Linked DNA regions of Mus musculus: regions 1 and 2 are each linked to region 3. The links are chromatin contacts, called in public HiChIP or PLAC-seq maps. All regions are on one chromosome and are shown on one strand. Each heading gives the region's core, a stretch centred on a gene start, on an enhancer-like site or on the middle of the called end of the contact. The rest is flanking DNA. Distances are from core to core; before and after follow the strand shown.

Region 1 (4,160 bases), core at 364-2,863, 530 kb before region 3:
AAAGCAAGTTGACAGTATTTAATGCACTTAAAGCAGGTCTCTGCTAGGAGTTCACACGGACTCCAATACATTTCTTAATATCAAACACATGTGTTTTCACATTCAAATTTTTATGTTCCCATCTCAGCTTTCTATCATGCTTTGAAGATTTGTCACTGTTTCCAGGACCCTTACTTTTATTAAGATAAGAACGGAAGTTTATTTTTGTAAAAATTACACACAGTCACTTTCCCTCGTGACCCCTCGTTCCCCCAAACCTCCCCCACTCCCTGAACCCCTTTTCTGGAGTTGATGATTGTTCATCTTGCTTTATTTTCTTGGCTTTGACTTTGGACCCCAGAGATCACAGGGAGCTAGCGCAGTACAGGAATATGACCAGCAGGTGGCGTTCGTACTGTTTCTACTACGGGAACCGCCCAGAATTCTCCAGGACAAATTTGCACAAAAGAGGCGACTGCAACCATAGCTGTTACAGTTGGTAATTAGGGATAAGGTTGCCATGGTGACGAGGGGTCTTGGGATGTTTATAGCTTTGCAAGAGCTGATGCCAATGAGCTATCGGATTGCTTCTTCCTTTGATGGTAATGGCAGGCAAACTGAGGTCATGCAAATGCTGTATGGTGCAGCCTGCTTAGGAAGCTATTCTGCTGCTGTTGTTATTTATGGGATAAAAGTATCCTGTTGAGAGAAACACACACACACACACACACACACACACACACAATTTGTATGCATGCACACAAGTGCACCATATTTATCTGACTTGTTTACATTTTCTGTATGTTTTATCTCCATTCCCCACATTTCTCAATGTGGTTTTCATTAAAATTCTCTGAGAAGAAAGGCTCCATTCATCTGACAAGCTCGGGAAATATTGCATGCTCATGCTTTAGAGGTTCACAGTGTACTTGAGCCAGAACGTCTTTGGATGTCCTATTTCACCTCCACACGCTCATTTGCCTCGTAAACCCACTTAAACAGACAATTCATTAACTCTCTCAGCTAATCACTCCTCATCTTCTCCTCAAGACGTTAATAGACATTCATTAAGTGTAGGTTTCCTTGTAGCCTTGCGCTCACATAAGTCTCTCCAGCAAGGCGTGGAGCTCTGATAAGCTAGCCTGTCAAAGGCTGTGTGGCCAAGACTCAATGGTTATTAATGGCTGCCTATGAACTCCTAAGAAATGGTTTCCAATTGAGCTATGTATCCATGGATACCACAGACTGAAATTATTCATTGTTAATGTCTTTATCCATCCATAAATTTTATTGGGTAAATGAGGCCACGCCCCAGACATGGCCCACAGCATTAATAAGTCATTTGTAGGTTAGCATAGTATTATTTTACATCTTGTCACATCGTTTCTGATGCTTTAAATTCAATCTTCTGCTAGTGTATTTTCCCCAGAGAGGCACCTCCTCTCCCATGAATAACCTACTTGTGATTGATCATAAAACAGAACTTATTAAAAGAGATTTTTAAAAACAACAACAAAAAAAAGGACTGAGAATTTGCTCACACATACTGCCTCTCGGGTGGGGGAGGGGAGTCACCCTCCCTGCACTTCATTGTGAAAAGGGAGGTCTGGTCCTCTCAAACTGTGGAAAGAACAATTGCCCTAGTCCACTAGGGCAGTGGCTGCCAACAGCTTTAGGAATGCACCAGTTGACACTCTTGGCTAGGCTGATAATGTTTTAGACCCACTCCAAATGTTGAAGGCGTTTCCTGTGACTTACCCCTCTTTACACTCCGGAAGGCCACTGGATTTTATTGCTAGGGGACCATGAGAGGAGCAGGAACATTTAAAAGACAGGCAACAGTAACCAAGTGTCCAGCTCCTTGTCAGTCACTTTGCTATTTATTGAATCCTTGATTAAGTTTAAGCCTTAAAGCCCACTAGATGGGTTTTACCAGCCCCATTTTACCAAGAAGAGATGAAGGCTGGAGGTGCCTTGCCTCATATGGGACAACTTGTAAAGTATAAATAAGGGGACATTTTTTGACTCTAGGTTTGTCCAAATCCAAAGTCAAACAAAGGCAGCAATATTTGTACAAGAATCAAATTATCCTCAAAAGAAATAAGGAGGAGGAAGAGGAGGAGGAGGAAGAGGAAGAGGAAGAGGGAAGAGGAGGAGGAGGAAGAGGAAGAGGGAAGAGGAAGAGGAGGAGGAGGGAGAGGAAGAGGAGGAGGAGGAGGAAGAGGAAGAGGAGGAGGAAGAAGAGGAGGAGGAGACCTAGGAGGAGAGGATCAGCTTGTTTCTTCCATGGGAGGTACATAATTAGTCAAAAGGGGAGGGTCCCTGGCTCTGGCCAACCCCTACGGTCTTCCACAACAGCCACTGTTCTATTTACCATTTGTGTTAGTTCCCTTTCCCGTTGCTGTGATAAAATACCCCAGCAAAGCAGTTTAAGGAAGTAGGGTCTGTTTTAGCCCTCACCTCCAGATCGTGGCCTATCACTGCAGGGAAGTCTGGAAGGCCGGAACTTGAGTTTGATAGTCACATTAGTAGTCATAGTCCAAAGCAGAGGGGAAGGACCGAAGGCATAGGTGCCACTGCTCAGCACACTTCTTCCTTGCTTACAGTCTCAGATTTCAGTCAGAGAATGGCCCCACCCCCTGTGGGCGTGTCTTCCTGCCCCATGCAATAAAGATAATCTCCATAGCACGCCCATCTTCCAGGTGACTTTAGACTGTCAAATTGACAATAAACACTGCCTGCTGTTGTTCCAAGCGTTTACTCCGTTACCAACTTGTCCCGCTTCTGTTGTGTGGGCTGAACTTGTATTGGCATTTATTCATATTTTTTAAAAACCCCTTCAGTCAATTTTACACTCATGGGTTCCTTTCGATCAAACCTCCAGTTATTTTAAAAGCTGGCAATTGCCGTCTACTTAGGATCTTTTCATTACCCATGACAGTTTGTCTTAGATTTCACTGATAATCAATGAGCTGCTCTTTTAAATACTTAGTGGATCAAATTAACGGCTTTAATTAACAACCTACATGAAAATCAATGACCTCCATATTCAGCTATTCCAAGTTTATCTGACTTGTTAGTCAGTAGGACAACACTTGCTTTTTGTTTTGTAACATGTATATTCCTTTAGATCACCGCACCTCAACCTTGCTAATGCTGCTACCCCCTTAATACAGTTCGTGCTGTAAGTGACTCCCCACCATAAAAATATCTCATTGCTACTTCATAACTGTAATTTTGCTACAGTTATGAATCATAGTGTAAATATCTGATATGCAGATGGGCTTAGGTGCCTTGTGAAACGGTTGTTCTACCATCAAGGGGTCCTGACCCACAGGTTGAGAATGGGTCCTTTGCATGTAGCTTTCAGATTTTATACAAACAACTCCCAACACGAATCAGGAAGACATCTGGGTCTTTCATCTCAATCCCTAATCATTGAGCTGCTCACATGGCTCTTTCTGTAGAAGACACTCAGTTCCTGCTGTTACCGGCAGTTAAATATTGATTAAATAAATCACGACATCTGTTACCTATTTCTGTTTGCTCTGCTTTCTGGTCCCAGGTTGGGATTGCTAGTTCCTGTGGTCTCCGGGAAAAGAAAGTTCTTTCTTTGTAGGCTTAGTTTTCTCCTTCCTTCTACCAAAACGTTTTGCTGGCAGTGAGTGACCCTGTTCTAGCTCAGGCATCTGAGTACAGCCATGGCCTCTGAGTACACAGTGCCTACCTAGTCAAGCGGTGGAGTCTCTCCAGTCCTCTTTTCTTAAGTTCCCAGGAGTCATCACCCTTCTAAGCCCTTCCAGGTTTTCCAGCTAAGAGTTAAGCACACAGCTGCTGTTTCCCAAATGACTACCGGCTTTCTCGATTTAATCCAGACACTCCCTTCTGGTCACCGCCTGGCTTTAGGCAGACATTGGCTCCCTTGAGCAGCAGAGCTACTGCTTTCTTTGGCAGCCGCCATTGCTCCTGGAAAGTGGCTGATAAGGGTGCTTCCTTAGAAGATCCGAGTGCGCCTGGCGTGGTGGCGCACACCTTTACAAAGGCAAAGGCAGGCGGGTTTCTGAGTTTGAGGCCAGCCTGGTCTACAAAGTGAGTTCCAGAACAGCCAGGGCAAACCCTGTCTCGAAAAAACAAAACAAAAAAAATCCCAGCACGAAGCTCCTGGCTTTTTGTGACGCGCA
Region 2 (4,352 bases), core at 582-3,081, 590 kb before region 3:
AAAAACTGTCAACACCTTTTCTGTCAGCAATATCCAACAGAAAATATAATGGGAATAAGATTATTTGAAAATAGCAACTAAAAGTAACAGGATCTTTACTCAAGATTTCTTTAAAAGTGTGTGTGTGTGTGTTTACTGAGGATTAAAACAATCATGGTGGCTTGAGTAAAGAATGACACAGCCCTGCCATGTTGGTGCTGCTGCTTGGGAAATTTATGAAACTTCAGGAGCTGGTGCTTTCTCGCCCTGCTGGAGGAAGGCTTTGAGGGTTTATAGCCTTGTCCAACTTCCTGCTTTCTCCCTCTGCTAACTGTGTTCGGACAAAGATGGCCAACAGGCTTCCTGCTCCTGCCACGAGGCCTGCCTACTGCCATGTCTTCCAGACCTAATGCTCACCCACTCCCTTTGGAACCATAAATCAAAAACAAAAACAACAACAACAAAAAAAGCTCCAAAAACTGTCTTCTGTAAGTTGCTGTTGGTCATGTGTTTCATCACAGAAACAAAACAGTAACGAATTCTCTCAAGATCTCATGCACACCGTGCAGGGCTATATTCCCCAAACTATATCTTCAGCCCTTGTCTTTCCATTTTTATTTTGGGTCAGAGTCTTCATAAATTTCCTAGGCTGGCCTGAACTTCAGATCTTCCTGCAAAACTCCCAAGGAGCTACTATCACAGGTGAGCCCCACCGTGCCTCGCCAAATTAAATTCTAAAGCCACAACAAAGCCTTACTGGAACGTTTAAAGCAACATCTCAGAGCAAGTAGATGTGGTGCTAAAATGCCCAGACGCTTTGAAGTCGAAAAGGTGATTTTAATTTAACTGGAAATAACATGAAAAGGTCAACAAGATATTTTAGAGAAATGATCATCTTATTATGATTGTATCAAAGGAAACATTTAGCTGTGTACAAAAGATCCATTCTTTTTTTCCTTTCCCCCAAAAGATCTATTTTCCCCCTAAAAGATCTGTTCTTGTTCATTTCCTATTTTAAACAAGGAAGTTGAAAAAAATCCAATTAAATATCCAAGAGTAGGGGAAATAGTTAAATTATTCCTTATACTGGAATATGGGGCCACTTAATAAAAACTAAGAATATTTCAAGTCAGGAGAAAATGGTTATTTGAATGTAGCAAATATTCAGTAATAATAAGTGTGCTGCCAAATTAATTGGGATTGAAGGGAAGAGACAAAACTGTTATAATGGATCTGTTGTTGCTTTTTCAATCCAGACGTTTTCAATTTAATTATCTATTATTTAGCAGACCCATCGATGAGGCTCTCAGCATCACCATACCCGGATACCCTGGTTCTGTTTAAGAGTTGTCTATGCATGGTTTTTGCTCTTTCTCCTTTTCCCCTACTGCCCTTGGCCATTATGCTCTTAGTTGAGAAATCACTATGTCTTGGGCCAGAAAAAGATAACCAGAACTAAACACCAGAGCCCGGGACTGGGAGGTTAAATGGTGGCAGGTGGCCTTGAGACAGCTGGGCTTTAAGGCTGTGAGGGGACAGCCTGGACACCAGTTAGAGGGGCGGGTCCATTGCAGAGGCCCAGAAAGGAGGGGCTAGGAGGGCAAACAAAAGAAACAACCCCGGGTGGGCGGGGGCACCTGAAGAAAAGCACGGTGCAGACCCTTCCACCCCCATCCAAGAACCCGAGGCTGGAAGAGGGGCGGGGCCGCCGCTGGTCACCATCAGCTCTCCCAACACAGGTTACAGCGACCTGATCTACGTTGTGGGTGTCCATCCCCACAGAGCCGCCCACGCCACAGCTACTCAAGTGGCCCAGAGGCCTCACCAGGGCTTAGTGAGCAGGAACGCCATTATTGGCTGCAGCTACTAGCATGATGTCATCATCACCCAATCTGAAGTCAGTGCCCCTCCCCAGGCTAGGGAATTAATTAGGAGTTAATTAACTCTTCCTGCAGAGTCTAGTAGAGTGCCAAGGTTTTGTAAGGATTTAGGGTGTGAGTGTGTGTGTGCACACGCGCGTGTTCTCGTGCGCGCGTGTTAAGACATAACTGTATTCAGGAGATTGTTGAAAGGATAATCTAGGATATTATTAACCGTTTTGTTCTACTTTGTGTGTGTTTGTTTTTGGTTTTGTTTCGTTTTGTTTTTGAGACAAGGCCTTGCTGTGTGTAGCCCATTGTAGCCTAGAACTCAAAATCTTTGCAGCTCACCTTTCCAAGAGCTGGGATTACTAGAGTGCGCCTCTACTCCCAGCCTGCAGTGAAATATGTTAAGCTCTTTTCTGTATTTAAACGCAAACGTGTGAGGTGCCTTACAGAGGTGCCTCATGCTTCTGGCAGCCTCTTAACTCTGCATTTACTGTGAGAAATCTCCTTTGCATTTATTCTTTAGATTCCTGGTAGTTAGTTGATGCGAAACGGGCATTCCGTAGGTTCACACACCACATCCAGTGTATAAACGTGCGCGGTCAATGTTACTTGCTGCAAAGAACTGAGCCACATGTGTGATGATTTATTTTATTTTATTTTTTTATATACTAGGATGAGTGTTTTAAAGTAGGCTGAAATGAACACAGTTGTGGATTTATTACACTGTAGGATGCCTGACCTTAATTCCTTTAAGATCAATTTCTAGAAGACAAACTTGTCATAGATGAAAATACTTGTTGCCATGAGCTGGGGACCCAGCAGTAGCCCAGCATAAGCAGGTCCTAAGGTTGATCCCGGGCAAACAAACCAAAACAACATGAACAACAAACAGGAAAGGGAAGAAAGCGCACGTCACCAGGCTGCTTTGGAAACTTACAATCCATGAGCACCTCTGATTCTCCACATGGTAATCAAATTTGAGATTATCTTTGATCATCTCGGGTATGATGAGAGCCCATGTGTAAGTTTTAGCTCTTCCTTTCCGTAATTCCCAGGATTTTGGCTGTTGTGAGCCTCGGTCAGTCTCCTAGCGATTCCCTGAATTCTCTTTGCCCTTTGCCTGCTTTGGTACCAGTCAGGATGCCTCGGCGCCCTGTGTCATTAGGGCACCTAAATGTGTCTCCTTTTTTCTTTGTGTCACACTGTATGTATAGCATATTCCCTTGCAAGATCACAGCCGACCTTGCTGTTAAGTCTGTGGCCACTTTTAAAATATCTTTTTTTTTTTTTTTTCACTTTACATCCCGATCACTGCCCTCTCTTCCCAGTCCCCCTTCACACAGTTCCTCCCCCCCCACTTTTAAAATATCTTACATGATTATTAGTCAATCCAATTAGTTTCTTCCTACAATTTTAAGTTTTAATTAATTTTTGTTAAAGTAATTAAGGTTTTAGTTAAGAGTTTTTAAAGATTTCCTTATGAAAAAAATTTAAATTAATAATACTCACTTGGGCACAAAGTGAATGTTCAAGGGAGAATACTGGGAAGTTCCTCTAGCTCCTGTATCTTTATTCTAACAATAGCAATCATTACTACTGGTTTGTTGTGTTTCTCCCCCCCACCCCCCGAGGTAAAGTTTTATGTCAACTTGGCACAAATTAGAGTCATTTTGGAAGAGGAAATCTCAACTTAGTGTGGGCAAGCCTGCATGTGATGCATTTTCTTGGTTGATGATCCATGTGGGCGGACCCAGCTCGTGTGAGCAGTGGTACCCCTGGCCTGGCATCCTAGGTGCTATAAGAAATCAGACTGGGCATAAGGGAGGCTCCCAGGAATCAGTGCAGGCGACCTCAGCAGAAATACCTAACAGTTGGGATTTGGAACCCAAAGAGACTACCTCCAGAAGCCAGACATGACCCTCAGCAGAGGCATGGGAACACCAACCCACCTACAAAACCTTTGACCCAAAATTGGTCCTGTCTAAAAGAAATGCAGGGACGAAGATGGAGCAGACTGAAGGAATGGCTGACCAATGACTAGCCCATTTTGAGACCCATCCCATGGGTAAGCACCAATCCCTCACACTATCAATGATGCTATGTTATGTTTGCAGACAGGAGCATAACATAGGCTCTATTCAGCAGCTGACTGAGATAGATACATATACCCACAGACAAATATTGGACAGAGGTCAGGGACCCCTATGGAAGAGTTAGGGGAAAGATTGAAGGCCTCAAGGAGATGGCAACCCCACAGAAAGACTAATAGTGTCAACTAACCTGGACTCCTGGGAGCTCCCAGAGACTGAGCCACCAACCAAAGAACATATACAGGCTGGTCCTAGGTCCCTGACATATATGTAACAGAGAGCTGCCATGTCTGACCTCAATGGGAGAGGCTGTGTCTAATCCTACAGAGACTTGATGCTCCAAGGTGGGAGGATGGGGGCAGGTTGCCCTCTCAGAGGTGAAGGGGAAGGTGAGGGGGAAAGGAACTCTGTCAGG
Region 3 (4,412 bases), core at 1,573-4,072:
CTTGATTTTCACCCACACACTTCCATAAGGACTCATTTTATACTTACCCAGCTTTTAGTACAATATTGAAACATTTGATTAAGGATGTGGCTCAGTGATATAACACTTGTTTAGCATGAACAAGGGTTCAGGCCTCAGCACCACAAAAGGAAGAAAAAGATAGATAGATAGATAGATAGATAGATAGATAGATAGATAGATAGATAGACAGAGTGGCAAACAGACAGACAGAAAAACAGACAAAGCAAGCTGGTAATCATGGTGGTTCATATACCACCCATGAGGTACTGGGATTATCATGAATTCAAGTACTGCCTGGACTACAGAGCAAGATTCTGTCAAAAGAAAGAGAGAGAGCGAGAGAGAGAGAGAGACAGAGAGAGAGAGAGAGAAAGAGAAAGAGAAGAAAGAAAAAAGAAAGAAGAAAAGCGGAGAAAAGGGAAGAAAAGAAAGAAAGATTTACTTTAATTGATCACCTGGAACAAAACAAGTGTTTTGGATTTTGATTCTGGTTGCCTCTTAGTGAAATAAAAATATAAAAATCAGAAGCTGAATGGGTGTAAAATAAATGATTGCTTGCTTCAGCCTTCAAAAAAAAAAAAAAAAAGGAAGGGCTGGAGAGATGGCTTGGCAATTAAGAGCACTGACTGCTCTTCCAGAGGTCCTGAGTTCAAATCCCAGCAACCACTTGGTGGCTCACAACCATCTGTAATGAGATCTGATACCCTCTTCTGGTGGGTCTCAAGACGGCAACAGTGTACTCACATATAATAAATAAATATTTTTTAAAAATAAATAAATAAAAATACATAAATAAATAAATAAATAAAGGAAATAGTCTCCTCACCTCTGCTGCCTCCTTTGGCAAGAAGTGATTCTAAAGAAAGTAAAAAACTAGATTGCTCTGCTGTGTCAGGAAAGCGGGCAGCTGTGCCCCAACCATTGCCCCCAGAGCTGTTCTCTGAGGATTTCTCTGTAGCACACAACCTGAATGCTGGGCAAGCCCCCAGTGAGCATGTGCAGAACATCCCCCAACTTCTCCAGTGGCTGTCTGAAAGGAAGCGCCTTTAGGACTAACCTTCCTCTTGCCCTAGAAGGGAAGGCACACAGGATTCAATATAAAGTCATTCATAGATTGGTTTCTTATCTTCACCGCGAGCATGGGAGAGAAGCAGCAACCAAGCGTAAGACGCTGTGCAGTGTAAACGATCAGTTGAGGCATTAAAGCTGTGAAAAAATATTATACGAGCATAAATGTCACCCTGAAATGGAGGGAAATGTGTGTGAAAAGACCCCTGGGCTTGAAACGTGCCCTGCTGGGGATTACTGGACCATGTCAAACATTTTCCTTGACGAAGGATAGCCAAGCTAGCCTTCTTTGTCTCACCATTAACACAATCAGGGAGTCTTGCCTTCAAATGTGAGTCCTCCCTTCCCACCCTCATTTTTCCTTTCCTTTTTAGTTCTTTGAATATAATTCGCGTAGTCTCTCCCCATTCCCAAAGTGCTTCCCTTACAGCGCTGGGGAAGCGCTCTGAGAAGCCCTTGCCGAGACACTTAGCAGAACTTTGTTCTCTACATGGGCTATCTAGCTTTTCTCAGTGACATCACAACCTCCCGGACTCTTCACTGGCTGCTGAACACAGTCCAGGCAATGGTAAGAGGCTCCGGGCGCTGGCCGTGGTCCTGACCTCCTAGCTCAGAACCATGGTGCTGAGCGCACTAGAGGCGGGGACCTTGCCACACTGAGTAGCCATGTAAGCCCTTGTCCCTACAGACCCCAAGGGAATCCTCTAGTCTTCACTGCAGCCTTCCACTGCTCTCTTTGAGCTGCATCAAAAAAGGGTGGGGCTCTGAGCCGCAGCTGCAATCGGATGCCGCCCGGGAGGATTTAAGAACAGCACAGTGGTCCACCCCAATCGCCACTCGACGCCTCCAGCCCGGGGATCAGCTGGTCCCTGACGCGGGTTCCCCACCTCCCAGGGACAAGGAGGCTAGGGCAGCCTTTGTGGGAGCTCAAACGCCCACTGGCGAACCCGTGCCTCGCCGCACCCTGCGCGGTGAAGGGGTGGGCAGGGCGCGGTGCGCGTGCAGATGCGGGAGGCAGAGCTCTTGGTGCCGCGTGCTGGCTGGTGCTGGCTGCCACGCGGGGATGCTCGGTCCTCCGCGACAAGCCAGGGGGCAGCCCCGCGCTCCGATCCCACCCTCCACCCCCATACCAACCTGATCATAGATGTTCTGCAGGGCTTCCTTGCCCGAGGCCCGCCGGATCTCCACCTTCCGGCTCGATTCAACAGATGGCTCCCCACTGGCACGCCGGCTCTGCCGGTGCGGGTCGGGGCCCAAGTGGGCGACATCGCGCTGCTGAGCCACCACTTGCCCCGAGCCCCGGCCCACTGAAAGCGAGTCGAAGTCGATGGTCTTGTTCTCCGAGGACCCTTCCACAGGGCAGAACATGCCGCAGAATTTCTGCCGCGGCTTGGGACTGCCGGAGCCCAGGTTTTTAAAAAAGGCAGGGACCTCTTCGTCCTCTGCTGCCTTTCCAGATTGCTTTCTCTCGGCCATGGCTCAGGGGGCGCTGGGGAAGGTCCTGTCTGTTCGTCCGTCCGTCCGTGGTTTCCTAAGTCTCCCTAGCTGGGTGTGCACTAGCCTCTTGCTGCCGCCGCGGCTGCCTCTCCCTGCCTACCGCAAGGTGCACAGAAAGGATGGAGAGCTGGCGAACCGGCGACCCACCCCTCGCGGTCCCTCCTCCTGACCCCGCTTTCTCCCTCCCTGCCCACGCCCCCCGGCGCCGCCACGCCACCTCCGAGCAAAGTTGGATCTGAGCGGGCGGTCGCTGCGGCAGAGGATGCCAGTTCCCGGCAACGCGGGGCGGGGCGGAGTGGGGCGGGGCAGGAGGAACGCAGGATCAGGAGGGAGGGGACAAGGAGGGAGAGGACCCAGAAGGAGGAGACGGAGAAGGGAGGGTACGAGGGGGTGGGGGGCGCCCGGAGCCTGCGCCCCGGAAGTAAAGCGGACACTCCACCCGCTAATGGACGCGCGGCAGCCGCCCGACAGACCTCTCTCGGCGCCAGGGTGAGTGTCGGATAGCTATAGCCGGGCAAGGACCCGAAGGCTCAGACCCTAGTCCAGAGCCCCTCTCCCCGACCTGCCTCACTGCATTGCTAAGGTGGCCCTGGGGCTCCCCTGGCCTCGGGTGAGAGCTGAGGGTTGAGGGAGCCAAGGTTCAAGCCTGAAGGCTCTTGGAAACTGGGCAGGGGTGACCCTGGAAACAGCAAAGTCTACTCCGGGATAACCAAGTATCCGGCACCAATGCTTCAGTTTACCCACGACCTGGGCGCCAGGGCGCGCACTGCAAGGAGCAGAAGGAAAGGAGAATGTTCTCCCTGCTTGCAGCCCCTGTGGTTGGGAGGTGGGGCTCACAACATGGCGGGGGCGAAAAAGCAGAGGAGCATAGCAAATGCAAGCGGTGACCGGGGGAGAAAGCAGCAAGCCTGCGGTGCGGGGGGGGGGGGGGGGGGCATAGTAAAGAATGCAGACTGAGGATTGCGCTTCAGCATAGAAACTGGGGACCCGTAACATCATCTGAAAAGGCCATGCCCTGCACATCAGCCATTGCCTCAGAAAAGGCTCAGAAGAGTCCTGGATTTGATATCTCCAATCCCTCAAAACACACACACACACACACACACACACACACACACACACACACACACACCCAAAACGGAAAATGGTTGGGGACTAAGCAGACTGAAGCACACTCATCTTGCTTTCAAGTCGCCCCGCCTAGCTTCCCCGCCCCTGTTGCACGCTGCGCAGGAGGCCCGGGAGTTTGCCAGATGTTCCTTCTCTAGGGCCGCAGCGGTTTGCATGGAGGGTAGAGGTAGATTGCTGTTCAGGGGAGGGTTACATGCTGTGTGAGTTGTGGGCAGCCAAAGTGTGGGGATTTGGAGTGTGTGCGCGCGTGCACACGGTTCAGCCACGACCGCCAGGTTCGAGGCTTTTCCTTGCTTAGTCCCACCTCCTGGTCCTGGCTTGGTTGCATTTAAGCCCCTCCTGTTTTTCCAGAGTGGCTGAAAGCTGCAAAAGTGTTGCCCATCCTTTAGGGGTTCTGGAGCGAGATCTGAGCATGCTCACTAAGATGGATGGGTTTGGTCTAGGAGAGGCAGTTTACTGCAGCGTGTTCTCACAGGGCGTTGTGACCAAGAAATCAGTCCCATTGTCAGCCTTTGCTTAGGTAACGATTGCTTGCAGATATCAACGCCCCCAGTTGCCCGAGATAGCTTGATTGATGGAGTCATAATTTGTGCGCACACACACACAATCCTGTAGGAGCCGAAAGGAGGGCCTATGGACCTTAGCACCAGAAATGCTTGGAATTTTCTTATAAAGTGTCCATTGGAATTGTCAAT

What was found. HiChIP or PLAC-seq counts read pairs in DNA pulled down with a chosen protein or histone mark.
Region 1: a contact with region 3 is called in an H3K4me3 HiChIP or PLAC-seq map of embryonic stem cells, with 6 times the contacts expected there. The contact joins the enhancer-like site here to the promoter of Dpysl2 in region 3. A contact is called at or near these places in 2 of 39 promoter capture datasets (embryonic stem cells and hippocampal neurons), 3 of 484 Hi-C or Micro-C datasets (bone marrow-derived macrophages and embryonic stem cells), 6 of 115 datasets of contacts at active chromatin or transcription factors (embryonic basal ganglia, embryonic forebrain, embryonic stem cells and 2 more) and 2 of 9 other capture datasets (adipose tissue and embryonic stem cells).
Region 2: an H3K27ac HiChIP or PLAC-seq map of embryonic stem cells shows a contact between it and region 3, with 3 times the contacts expected there. The contact joins the enhancer-like site here to the promoter of Dpysl2 in region 3. A contact is called at or near these places in 5 of 39 promoter capture datasets (the C10 cell line, liver, maxillary cranial neural crest and 1 more), 3 of 115 datasets of contacts at active chromatin or transcription factors (astrocytes and embryonic stem cells) and 2 of 9 other capture datasets (embryonic stem cells and macrophages).

The regions. Positions count from the first base shown.
Region 1 is chr14:66,377,653-66,381,812 of GRCm38.p6, forward strand. No RefSeq gene overlaps it. Among named protein-coding and RNA genes, the nearest start is that of Stmn4, 35 kb to the left of the region's middle. Within about 2 kb of position 1,614, at least 57 of the 459 cell types and tissues checked have an H3K27ac peak or open chromatin away from gene starts, as enhancers often do. A contact at or near this core is called in bone marrow-derived macrophages, embryonic basal ganglia and embryonic stem cells, where this site is marked.
Region 2 is chr14:66,323,325-66,327,676 of GRCm38.p6, forward strand. No RefSeq gene overlaps it. Among named protein-coding and RNA genes, the nearest start is that of Gm41183, 18 kb to the right of the region's middle. Within about 2 kb of position 1,832, at least 182 of the 459 cell types and tissues checked have an H3K27ac peak or open chromatin away from gene starts, as enhancers often do. A contact at or near this core is called in astrocytes, embryonic stem cells and stem cell-derived epiblast-like cells, where this site is marked.
Region 3 is chr14:66,908,219-66,912,630 of GRCm38.p6, forward strand. Dpysl2 (dihydropyrimidinase-like 2) reads right to left here and starts at 2,823. Exons shown (of 14, transcript NM_001378767.1): 1 at 2,224-2,823. The coding sequence starts at 2,565. Pnma2 (paraneoplastic antigen MA2) reads left to right here and starts at 2,990. Exons shown (of 3, transcript NM_175498.4): 1 at 2,990-3,075.